Regions from separate parts of the Mus musculus genome. Here all the other regions are linked to region 1. A link is a contact called in public Hi-C data. All regions are on one chromosome and are shown on one strand. Each heading gives the region's core, a stretch centred on a gene start, on an enhancer-like site or on the middle of the called end of the contact. The rest is flanking DNA. Distances are from core to core; before and after follow the strand shown. Region 1 overlaps Gm31557 (a long non-coding RNA gene). Region 2 overlaps Gm31432 (a long non-coding RNA gene). Region 3 has its middle 95 kb from the start of Gm31614.

What was found. Hi-C and Micro-C count contacts between places; a contact is called where the count stands out from the background.
Region 2: a Hi-C map of the N1E-115 cell line shows a contact between it and region 1, with 3 times the contacts expected there. The contact joins two enhancer-like sites. A contact is called at or near these places in 6 of 39 promoter capture datasets (cranial neural crest, embryonic stem cells, frontonasal cranial neural crest and 3 more), 2 of 484 Hi-C or Micro-C datasets (the N1E-115 cell line and cortical neurons) and 1 of 115 datasets of contacts at active chromatin or transcription factors (embryonic stem cells).
Region 3: a contact with region 1 is called in a Hi-C map of the N1E-115 cell line, with 4 times the contacts expected there. The contact joins two enhancer-like sites. A contact is called at or near these places in 10 of 484 Hi-C or Micro-C datasets (the N1E-115 cell line, cerebral cortex, cortical neurons and 3 more).

The regions. Positions count from the first base shown.
Region 1 is chr9:46,635,029-46,639,216 of GRCm38.p6, reverse strand. All of the region lies in intron 3 of Gm31557 (a long non-coding RNA gene), which reads right to left. Among named protein-coding and RNA genes, the nearest start is that of Gm22805, 6.9 kb to the right of the region's middle. Within about 2 kb of position 2,341, at least 7 of the 459 cell types and tissues checked have an H3K27ac peak or open chromatin away from gene starts, as enhancers often do. A contact at or near this core is called in the N1E-115 cell line, where this site is marked.
Region 2 is chr9:46,509,690-46,513,877 of GRCm38.p6, reverse strand. All of the region lies in intron 1 of Gm31432 (a long non-coding RNA gene), which reads right to left. Among named protein-coding and RNA genes, the nearest start is that of Gm22659, 51 kb to the left of the region's middle. Within about 2 kb of position 1,982, at least 15 of the 459 cell types and tissues checked have an H3K27ac peak or open chromatin away from gene starts, as enhancers often do. A contact at or near this core is called in the N1E-115 cell line, where this site is marked.
Region 3 is chr9:46,733,736-46,737,923 of GRCm38.p6, reverse strand. No RefSeq gene overlaps it. Among named protein-coding and RNA genes, the nearest start is that of Gm31614, 95 kb to the left of the region's middle. Within about 2 kb of position 2,188, at least 27 of the 459 cell types and tissues checked have an H3K27ac peak or open chromatin away from gene starts, as enhancers often do. A contact at or near this core is called in the N1E-115 cell line, where this site is marked.

The DNA.
Region 1 (4,188 bases), core at 1,092-3,591:
TAGAGTTAGATGTTCTGAGCATAACGTGGGGAAAAGATTCTATCACCATGGCTACCACAGTCCACACTGCAGGGGAAATAAAGGCCAGAGGAGGTTAGCAGATGCTAATGAGCTGAGAAGCGTTAGGATGATTCTCTTCTGCATCCCCTGATCCTCTTGCCTCCACCTAACGGGTGCTGAGATTACACACATGAACCACTACCCCTGATTTATACGGTGCTGGGGGTTGAACCAAAACCTCAGCGAACCCACCCTAGAGAACAGTAGATGAATGTTGGATGCAGGAATGTTTGGCAAGGCCGGTGACAGAAATACTCAGTCTTAGAGTCTGAACAACTAGATTTGGTCCAGCATTCCAATGTTGAATTGGGCAGGTGGCACATGCCTGCCATCCCAGTATTTTGGGAAGCAGAGGCAGAAGGATCTCTGTGAGTTTGAGGCAAGCCTACTAGTGTATTAGTCAGGATTCTCTAGAGGAAGACAACCGATAGAATGTCTATATTTATGGGATTTATTAGACTATGGTGTGACTATTCCAACAATTGCTCTCTCCCAACAGAAGTCCAAGAATTCAATAGTTGTTCAGTCTACAAGGCTGGACATCTCAGCTGGTCTTCAGTACATGACTGAAAATTGAAAAGAAATAAGCTCTAATACCGGTGAAGGAATGGGCTTGGCAGCGAGAGTAAAGGCAAGCAGATAAAGGAGAGAGGCTTCCTCCTCCTATGTCCTTCCTTCTTCTAGGCTGATACCGGAAGATGTGGCCCAGATTTAAGGTGAGTCTTCCTACCCCAAATGTTCCAAGCAAGAAAAATCCTTCACAGATAACCCATGTTCAACCCCCAGACCTACAGGAACTGGGTGTGATGGTACACACCTGTCATCTCAGCACTTGGGCAGTAGCACTAAGAGCTACTGATGCACTAAAAAAACTCGACTCTCAGGTAATTCCAGAGTTAGGAAGTTGACAACCAAGTATAGCCATCACATAGCCAGTCCCAGGCCAGCCTGTGCCTCCTTGTGAGATCCCGCCCCCAAAACACAAACAGAAACAACAAAAGAGACTCAGAACACCACGGTTCTTTCTGTCTTGTGCATGTTTTCTGTAGAATCCTCTCTTCTGAGGAGGGGAATCAAAGTTATTAAAGCATGTAGAAGAATGGCCAGCCCAGCTAGACACAAGAGGCCAGATCTTGTACAATTCCATTTATATGAAATGTCCAGAAGAAGCAAATCCATAGAGACAGAATAGATTAGTGGTTGCCAGGGGCCAGGGCAGGGGCCGAGCGTGACGGCTGCAACGGCCACATAGCCACAAATATTCTAACAGTCCTTTTATTTAGTGTTTCAAATGATTGTGTTTTGAGGTTTATGGAACTTTCTGGCATGTGTGCTATCCCACAAGGGATTCTAAACAGAAAATGGACAGTAGGTAAAACCAAGGAAATATGAATAAAGCTTTGGCTTTCGTTAATAATGATATGAAAGTAAAGGTCTGCGCCCTATAACTAACACTGGTAATTTAGAGTGTGACTGTAAGAGAAACCGGTGTTAAGCATCTGGGAGCCCTGCTCCAGGTCACAAGTTTTGGAGTGTTTTTGCTTTGTTTGTTTATTTGTTTGGTTTTTTTTAACTAGCAAAGGCTGGTCTCGAACTTGCTCCATAGCCAAAGATGATTCTGAACTCCTGATCTTCTGTCTCCACCTCCTGAGTCCTGGGATTACTCACAAGCATCACTACACCTGATTTACACAGTGCTAGGGATTGAATCAAGGACCTCAAGGAACTCCTGGGCTTTGTGCATGCAGGTAAATGTAGCTCTACCAAGTGACCTACATCCTTGGCCCCCAAATTCTTGCTTAAAAACAGTGCCCAGTGAGGCCCGTGAAATGAAGCGGGCTCAGTATTCTCCACCAGGCAGCACAGCATGGAGTATTTGCTCCACCTGCAGAGTGGGTCGCCTCCCACACCACCTCCCATATCACCACACCTCTAAATCCAAGGTGCCTGGGCATTCTTCCATAATGCAGCCTCAGATCTATCCTTTTTGTGTATGCCCTGGGCAGTAAACTGATTGTTTAAAATAATCATAATAATAAGGTAAAAAAAGCTATAACCACAAATTTATATATATATATATATATATATATATATATATATATATATATATATATATATATTTCTAAATGACTTTAACTAATGTCCTCTGGGCTTCTGGGTGGGTACTGTGCACCCTGTCTTCTGTGCACAGGCAAATGTGATTACAGCAAACCCTGTATTGGCCAGTCTCAGCACACGTAACTCTCCAGGCCACTGCCGGCCCTAACCACATTAGCAGCAAAGGAGCCATCCATCAGGCTAAACGGGGGAGTAGACCTGGCCCGGCTGCATGCCCCTGGATCCTCCCAACAGAGCATCTGCTCCAATTTCTCACAGTGGCAAGATCAGGCATGTGGCTGCAGACCCGATCTACCTCAGCTTGCTTCTCTCCTGCCAGCCTCAGCCACCCCATAACATCCTCAGAGTTTCTTGGCTGGCTGTGGAGGGACTCTCTGGTTCCTGTGGACAGACCAAATCTGGCTGGGGTGAAAGGCCATATTTTCAATCTCCATCTGCCTCCCACCCCCAGTTCAGCAGGTGCCAGCTCTCCTGCCCCCACTATCAACTCACCAGTCTCCTGGGCCCAAGCCTGTCAAAAACAGAGCTCACTGGCAGCAGGAGAAGGAAAGTGAAAGGGGCAGGGGGTCTTGTTTACCTAACGCACCGCTAGTTGCTACAAAGGTCAGGGCCCATCTGCCAGGCAGCAGGTGCCAGGAAGCCAGCTGCTTTCATGGCACAAGTACCAAATATGACTGAGGGGCAGGTGGATGGACCTAGACTCTGCCTCTCCTCTCAGTGCCCTGGCCTGCAGCAGACACGTGCACATGGGTTTGGTCTAGACCCAGAAATGACCTGATAGGCCACATATAACTGGCTCATTTGACACTGTGACCCATGCAAACGTTGAGTTTCGTGTTGACCTCTCCTTGTCATTTTCCACGCCACAAGACACCGTTCGTACTTCCTGCATAACACCAGGGAACCAATTTTACTTTTAGACAAAGTTCAATTTAATTAAGACTCCTAATTATCTGTCATGGGGGAAGGGGTGCCCAACAATGCTCTCATTTTCATCTGAGTAAAACTAATTTTATTTGAGGAGGCTCCCCTTGGTCTGGGGGCTCATCTTAGTTTAGAGGGCTCACCTTGGTTTGGGGGGCTGACCCCAGGTGACCGACTGAGGCTTCTTCTGGGTACAATTGTGTCATTTTCCTATTCTGCTCTCTTTACTAAAATTCTGCTGGGTTGTGACACTGTGTAAGAGTGGAGACACATGGGCTGGAGAGATGGCTCAGCTGTTAAAAGCTAGGCTTACGACCAAAAATATAAGAGTGGAGGCACAGGGAGAGACCCGAACGTCCCTGAAGGCAGGTACAAGCTACATCCCTAGAAGAACAGTCCTCTACCTCAGGAAGAAATGACAAAGGTGTCCCAGGCTGGCCTGAGTAAAGACACCAATTTTCTACAACTATGACCCTCTGGCTTTTACCAGTAGATTCAGGACAGTCAGGGAGGGGAGTAATAGCTCCCATAGGTCTCATCTCCTTCTTCAGAGTACTTCCCACAAGCAGGAAGGCAGAGCGGAAGACAGTCTGGAAGAACGACTCCTATGCTGATAGCTAGGCCAGGCTCCACCTGGGCTTGGGGTCCAATGAAGGCAGAGAGCTAGAACAAGACTCTGGGTGACCCAGGAGCTTCAGAGCCCCACATGTGCTCCAAACACTAGCAACTCTAGAAAGGGAACTGAAGCTTAAGGAAGGCTTGTACCAACTTTCTGACCTCTGCAAGTGTGGTGGTTTGAATATGCTTGGCCCAGGAGTGGCGCTATTTGGAGGTATGACCCTATTGGAGTAGGTGTGGCCTTGTTGGAAGAAGTGTATCACTGTGGGGCTGGGCAATGAGACCCTCCTCCTAACCACGTGGGAGCCAGTCTTCTCCTAGCCGCCTTCAGATGAAGATGTAGAACTCTCAGTTCCTCTTGCACCATGCCTGCCTGGATGCTGCTCTGTTCCCACCTTAATGATAATGGACTGGATCTCTGAACCTGCAAGCCAACCCCAATTAAATGTTGTCCTTATAAGAGTTCCC
Region 2 (4,188 bases), core at 733-3,232, 120 kb after region 1:
GCCAGCAGTAACATACCTCCTTCAACAAGCCACGCCTCCTAATCCTTCCCAGATAGTTCCACCAACTCGGGACCAAGTACTTAAACATGAGCCTATGAGGGCCATTCTCATTCAAGCCACCACACCTGTTACAGTATTCAGCCTGCACTATTGGAAATGTTGTCAGCATCCTTCTTCACCCCAAGTGGTATTAAAGCAGACCTTCACCTTTTTAGCTGTATTCCTAGTATACACTACAGTGCTTTCTTTTTGTTTTATCATTGTTGGGTGTTTGGGGTTTGGTTTGATTTCCTTTTCTGAAGCAGGCCTTTGTTATATGGTCCAGGGCAGCCTTGGACTCAAAATCTTCCTGCCTCTGTCTCCCAGGTTAGCATGCCTAGCCTATTTTGTTACAGCCTAGCAGTGATTATGACCTTGAGTCCTGCCTACCTCCTGCTAGCTTGCTGTGGCCAGGACAAGAACCTGTGGAGGAAGGTGGCCAATACAGTAACCAATCTTCAATGCTATGGCTAGCTCAACTGTCTACCTTTCTCAGGTCACGGGGTTTCCTGCTGTCTACCTCAAGGGCTGTTCTTTCAGCTGATGGATTTGATGGTCTGGAAGCCAAGGAGCCAGATCTATCAGCACTGAGACCTCCTTTGACAGTCCTGCTGTCATGGCCTCCACCACCCCTACCCTCATCCGCACCCCATGCCATTTCCCTGACCAAACACCTGGCCACACTCATCAAATGGCTTTTACTATATGTGGAAATGCTCCTGGTACACTATCACCAAGCAGGTGACACAACAGTGTTGCTGCATGAAGCTTCTGTTAAAGGACAGAGATGCAGAGACCACGAGAAAGGGAAGGACAAGGTGAATACCTCAAATGTTAATAATGGTTGCTTCTGGAACATAGAATATGAATGATTTTTTTCCTTTGTGCTTTTCTGTATTTCCCAAAATTTTTACCATGAATATGTATTGCTTTTGTAATCAGAGGAAAGGACAGCACATGGTAATTTTTAAAAGCCTTTGTTGGGCTGCCTGCCCACTTGGGCTTGTAGCTTTTGTGGATCCCACACAGAAAATTATAGAGTCCTGTCTCCTCTAAACTCATCTCAAATACAGGGACAGAGCTGTCCAAAGAGTCCAAGACAATCTTGGGGAGTACAGAACAGCCTTTGACCTCAGAGCAGTCCTGAATGGATGGCCTGCTCAGGATGGAAAAAGACAAGGACATGAGGTAAGCGTGTTTGGAAACCTGGGGTCACCCTCATCTTGCCCCCCATTCTCTAGAAGGCCTTCAATCTTCCCAAAGTGGAGAGAGAGAAAAGCACTTATGCTAAGTACAAGAAGTTAGTCAGCCTCGTGGACAAGGTTAAGAAAAGCTAGTGGGGGGAGGGATGGGGCGGGGCACCACAAGTGGCAGGGTTCAGCTCCACCCTGCCCTCTCTCCCTGCTGATGTCACCACGTGTTTGAGGGCCAAGTCCCGTGATAGAAATGTGCTTGGTAAAGGAACTGGGAAGAGTTCAAAAGATGGAGAGGAGATGGAAAGACATTATCTTGATTTGGATCTCTGGTACAAACACTGGCATATCCTGGGGTTCCAGTGCCAGCCATTTCTTCCCCAGGAGGAAAAGCATCATGGGTCCTGATGACAGTCCCAGCTAAGCATGCTGCTTCTAAGGCAGTGCCAAGCAAGGGTGGTGATAACATCCCTTTGCACTGTTCCTCAGAAGATAAGGTCCAGGCACTGCCTCTGTCTGTGCAGAAGAGATGAAAGTTCTAACCCCCATGCAGCCTGCTCAAGAGCATGTGGGCAATTATCCTACGATTGGACAGGAGAAGGCAACTGAGGGTCAGAGGAAAAAGCAGCAGTGAGCCCATGGACATAGTATATCCAGAACTGCAGCCAGGGGTCCAGACTCCACAGTCAGGTGTATCCCCAAACCAGCAGTTACTTGCAGGAGTTCACTCGCTTTTCAGACAAGGCCAGGCACGTCTAGGGTAGGATGGCTGTAGACTCGCACATTCCTCAGATCTCCAGGGTGCTCTTCCCAGGACAGGGAGGTGGACTGGGTTTTGAAATTGTGTGTCTGAGATCCCACAGCACCCTTCTCTGCTCATGCCAGTGGGCCAAACTCCTCATCCTAGCCCCCAAAGCCTGCAAGTCTGAGAAGCCAGGTCTCCGCCCCGACACAGCTTCACTGCTTCCAAGTCACCCCACCTGATCACACCATGCCCACTCCTTTAAAATCCAAGGCTCTGAAGGAGAGATCCCTGATCAGGGCACGTGGGTCCTGCTTGTCTACCAGCACAATAGGATAACTCTGAGAACGTTCTCCAGGATGCTTCCCCGAGCATGGAGCACACTTTTGTGAAAATTAGAACAGGGTGCCCTCTCCTGGCGGATGAATTAGAACACAAAGCCCCTCTGCCCAGGCTATGGGGGTGGACCTTGGTCCCAAGATTTCAGCCCCTCACTTGGCTCAGGGAAAGGGTCTCTTGTGCTGGGGATACAATGGGATTCCTGCACAAAGACCCAGAGGCTGCTGCTTAATCCTGCCTATCTCCAGCATTCACACACTGTCTCTCAAGCCTGGTCCTTGTTCTTGCTGATCAGGAAGCCTCTGTCCCCTGGCCTCCAACTCTGTCACTGGTCTGGGTTAGATTCCCCCCCCCCCGCAACCCCCCTCCCGTACTCTGATGGTGATGAGGTCTCATTCCCCTGGGGAACTAGAGCACTTTCCCACCCCCAGGAACCCCCCTCGGAGAGCTTCCTTTACTCTCTATTTTTAGTTTCTTGATTGCAAGTGAGAAGTCAGAATCAGAGAATGCTGGGAAACTGTAGCAATAACCAACCCAGCAAAGTGGGTAGCCATGTGGGGAGGGTCAAGGGGGTCCGAGAGGCAGAGATGGCAGCCAGGGTACCCAGGCTATAACTGGGGTGGATAAAGAGGGCAGAAGATGGGCGAGGCATCCTGTCTACGGGCCAGTGGCCAGGGACAGCTAAAATCAAGCCAAAGGGCCACTCCGGACCATCTAGTACAATCCCCTCTCTCCCAGGGAGGAAACTGAGTCACACAGCTAGGGAGGCAGTGAGTGGCTCTGTTTCTGAAGCTTTGTTTTGATATGTATGCAAATTGGGGCTGAGAAATGGGCACTCCCCACCGAACCACAGTCACATCGAAGTACACCTTACCTCTGTATCCAAACCTGAGCTCAAACACCAGGCACAGGCCAGATTCATCAGGCTGCCCACCAGGCTGGGCTGCTCTCAAGCCCTTCTCAGAGAAGAAATGGCTTTGCCTCCACCAAATGCATCCTCTCCCTCCTGGAGACAGGAGCGCTTCCCCGATGTGGCAGGGCACTCCCTGAAAGAATGAACTTCGGTGCAATTGGCAGTTATTGCTGGCAGTTTATCAGTATTAACTGATTAGGCCTGAGATGATGGATCCCCTGTCTCAAAAAGCCCTCTGCCCTGCGCTGCCCCCAGGGGCAGCCCATGCAACCTGGCTGCTCCAAGCTGCCTGGGGGCTAGCCTTCACTCAGCTGCCCCCACTCTGTGCTGCCCTCCCCCAACCCCCAGCATAAGAGACATTTAAATAAATAAAACAAAATTCAAATGAAGACACTAAATCTCCCCGGCGTTTAATTGATGATCATTATGCTTAGGAACCTAAACTCTTTTAATTTCACTGCGATGCAGAGATGAATTATAGAATTACAGTCGCCAATTATCAATCACGCCTTTGCTAGTGTCTCCTGGCTGCCCAGCCAGTTCCTGCTCCCTCTTGCAGGCTAGGGGTTGAAGAGGCAGGATAATGGCACAGGGAAAGTGATTGCAGGAGGGGTCTGCTAGCCTCTGGTGCTGGCTCTGCTCTCTCTCTCTCTCTCTCTCTCTCTCTCTCTCTCTCTCTCTCTCCTTTCTCTTCCCTCCCTTTACTCTCTTTCTTCCCCATCTCTCCTTCCCTCCCTCCCACCCTCCATTTTTCCCCTCTTTTACAATTCCATTCCTAACATGCTGCTTTTCATAACTTAATAAAAATAAAAAATAAACCAGACAATTCAAAAAAAAAAAAAAACCTTTTCATTTACAGCCCAGCATTTAATCTATTTTGTTCAGGGGACAGTGTGCCATCCCCAGCACTGGGCAGAATTCCAATGGCAACTAGTGTGTCCGACCCTAAAGCAGCTGCAGTT
Region 3 (4,188 bases), core at 939-3,438, 99 kb before region 1:
CAGTTTTGTGTTGCCTTAATGAACACAATCGGGTTTCACCCTCCGCTTCCCCCCCCACACACACACACAAGTACCCCTTCATTTCTACAGACCCACCTCACACCTCTCCCACCCAAGACAGACTCATAGAGAGGGAAGGAGGAAGGAGACAGGGCTTAGTCTCCTCCCTGTGCCCCTGTGTAGCCACCTCTTCTGGCATGCCCCAGCCTCACATAGAGTAATTAAGGCTTCCTCTTGGTGGGGTAATAAATGATCCCCCCATGTTTTAATTAACCCCCCCCCCGTCTACCCTGGCATCCTCACACCCCCACCCAAGTCTGTGAGTCTGTGTGGGTTGGGGAGGGACAGTCAGAAGAGAGACTGTGACAGCGGTCTGTCACCCAGGGTCTGGCATTCACTGGGGAACTGTCAGTTACTAAGGAAACTAGGAGGGAGAGAGGCAGGGAGAGAGGCGGTTAGATCCAATTTGGGGTGACAAGTGTGAGGAATGAAGATTTTGGCCTCTCCTCGTCTAATCACGAGTGGAAGTTTCCTGGACTGGGCAGTAGACAGGCACAGGAAAGCCAGTCCTGCAGAGACCACCCCTTTTCAGGAGCCCGGGCAAGACAAGGGACCCCATCAGAGGGCAGAGCAGCTCAGGATGCCCCTGACACACACCTCAGACTGCCGTGCACCCTTGCCTGTATGTTCCTGTGTGTTAGGTTCACCCCCATGCTGAGGGTTCTGGTTTGGGTGGCCATCCCTTCCTGTGATTCAGAGGTCCTCACTTCCGCATCCTTCTCTTCTCTGTCTTCAGTTTGCAATTCACCCCACCTCTCTTTTCCTTCCCCCCTTTTTAGGGAGGATCACTTTCATTCTATTTGTTTTCTCCTTCCAACCCCACTATGCTGTCTACCCAACACCAGCACACACAGTGGCTTCCCCAGACCTATCTCTCCCATGTCTTCCATCTGGGTAGGAAAGACATATTTTGATTCACATCTCAACCACCTTGTCCCCCAGTAGCCACCTCTCCTGCCTTCCTCTCCTTCCCCTCTCTATACTCTTTCTTCTCTGCTTTCCTACTCTCCCTCCTAACCCTTCTTTCTCTTCTCTCTGCTTCCCTTCTCCTGTCTCTGCAAGCTGTAGTTCAGATTCCCAAAAACAACAGAAGCACCACGCCCTATTATGACTCCCAACCAGGCTGGTGAAACTCTCCTAATCTCAGAGGGAGGCTGCCCATGAATGAAGAAATGAGGCACCAGTGGGAGAAGGGAGAATGGGATGGGGGTGAGGCTGGTAGACAGTCCAGGCTGGGGAGTGGCAGAGCTTGGGAAGATGGCCTCCCTGGCCCCTTGGTTGAGAAGAGCAGAAAATGCTGCTGAGTCACCAGTCCTGAGACAGTGCAGGCTTAGCTGGCAATGGGGCAGGGGACTCTGAACACTGGCTCAGGAATGGAGGCCTCTGGAGCTGCTGGAGACAAAGAGGCCAGTGCAGTATGCCTCCACCTCCCTAAAGGACCTGGTGCCTCCTCTTCACTTCCCAGTGATCCAGGCCAGAGCTTACAGGTCTCCCCTACTCCTGCAGCTACTTGGCCTTATCTCTATTGTGAGCAATTGACCAGGACTTGGATCTCTTGATGCAGAGATAGTCCTAGCTAACCAGTGTTCTGTTGTTTCTAGGGGTCCCTCAGAGAGATCCCAGGGTGCTGGAGGAAGGATATTGTTTACATGCCCCTAAAAGGGTAGGTAAGGTGGCTGGCGCTCAGGCTAGCTGCTCTAGGTGGATACTTTGTGGAAGTCTGGTTAGTGAGTAGGAAGGAATGAACCACCAAAATATACATGCATGCTCCATGCCCTAAGCCAAAACCAGCAGCTAGGAGCTACCTGCAGAAGCAAAGTGCAGAGAAAGTCACCAAGGATACCAGATCCTATTCTGGTCAAATCAGCACTCCTTGCTCCAGGGGGCGCTCTGTTCAAACATCTGCCATCTGCCTCTAGGCACTTTGAGAACAAGGTCCCCCAGAAACAGAATCCAGCAGGAGTCCAGTAACAGTTTGAGAGGTCTGGTCCCTGCCTCTGAAGCCACACACATGCCGCTGAACAAGCCCGGGACCTCAGGCTGATTTGGCACCCTCAGACCCCTCTGGCCATTGCCAGGTAAGTACTCCAAGCAATACATCTATGTAGAGCAAGCCTGCCACCTGGTGGAAAGGCCATCCAACTGCAAGCCGGGGTTTCTCAGGGTGGTTCTGTCCAGTGTCTGGGGTTCCATAGCACAGGCGTCCATCCACCCGCTCCTGATAGCAGTACCTCCACAAGAAAAGACAGATCCCTGCCCCAGTCCTTCTGAAAGTTTTGTCAGTACAGATGAGCAGAAGGTAGGGACGAGAGGAGTTCAAAAGGCTGAGGCCTGTTTGGAGCAGGTATTTGGTGCCTCCTGGTTGGCTCGTCCCTGGACATGAGTGAGGAAGTGACAGAGAGAGGCTGGATTCCAATCCTAGGTCCCTGCTACCCATCAGCGGAACAATTGCCTCCTTCCTTGGACACAGGGCCCCTCGGCAGACACATGGGCAGATGAGTAAGAGGCTATTCCAAGCCTAAGTGTTACAGCCAAGGCAGGCCAAGGAGAATCCATGGGTAGATGGGACATGTTAGAATAATCCCATCCAATGGAGGTGGCCCCATATATCCCAAGTACTTGTGTCTTCCTGTTCCTTTCACACACACACACACACACACACACACATTCATCTAAAAATTATATTTTATTACTGATTTGACATAAAGATTGAGATATATTAGAATATTTCTCTCAGCTTAAAAGTTTCTTTTCCTCGGGCCTTAACAGAAGTTGAAACGATGTTTACTGCCAACTGTGCCTAGTGGAGAAATCAGCCTGTGTCCGTCCATGACATTTAACCCTTTGCAGGAAGCAGAAAACCATCACCACCTACAGGCATTCGTCAAAGTCTCCCATTCTTCTCCAGAAACCCCTGGATTGCCATTACACAAAAACAAGAGCTGGGGGTTCCCCACTCCTAGACCAGCAGCCTCTTCTTGCCCAGCCCTTACGCTGAAGCCAAGCCACCACCATTGCAGGCCACCACCACCACCATCATCATCATTGTAGGCCACCTTCCCCACCATTGCAGGCCACCACCATCACTGTCACTATTGCATGCCACCACTACCATCATCACCGCCGCTGCCACTACCGCCAACACTTACATCAACACTACCATTGCCACCACCATCACTGCCATCACCACACAGCTATCTCCATGACAGTTCTTTGGTCTGCTGTTTTATTAATGCCTAATTTCCAATCTTCAAGAAGAGAGAGAGCCTTAAACCTTCATCCCATGAACCCAGCAATCACACAGATGATCCAAGCATCTCTGGACAGCCTTTAATTTATTTCCCAGTGCATGCAGGCACTGCTGAGACTTGATAGCACCAGCTTAAATGTAATAAATTACTCAAGTACCACAGATTAGTTAATAAAGCCCCAAGCTCCCTCTCTGCCCCTGCTGACTGGGATGGCAACATCAGAGATTCCTTAGAAGATGCCCCAAGTCGAAGGTGTAGAGGCAGGGCCTCCCCATGCCTGAGTGAGCTTCGTGGCCTTCTCGGGACCCTTGGTACAAGATGGAGATTGAAACAGGGACAGAGAGACAGAGGTGCAGAGAACTCTGGGGTGGGTACAGAATCTTCTACTCTGGTCTCAGCATGTCAGTGGGTGTGGTGATCTAGGAATGACAAAGTTTGTACCTGAGCACAGCTTAGAAAATCACAATTTAGGGGGATGGAGAAATGGCTCAGCAATTAAGAATGCTTGCCGGTCTTGTAGAGGACCAAACATCCATTCGGGGCTCCCACATTGGGTCACTCCAGATCCAGGGGATGTACTCCCATCTGGAACCTGGGATTCACTCATGAACTGCAGAGAGACATTTAGGAAGGAGGCCAGTGTGCTCATTTCCTGGGGAAACTTCCAAGAGAAGACTCTTATCTCCTTTTGTGGCCAGCAAAACCCTGAGAGGGAAATAGTTTTAGAAAAACAGACTCTAGTCTTAGCCCAAGACAGAGGTTTCAGCAAGGTTCCAGGGCAATGGAGGAAAATGGATGTCTATAAAGAGATGGGTATAGAGCCCTCAAGTTGTGTGGAATCCTGCCCTGACAGTGACCTCCCCACTGCCTTGGCTTA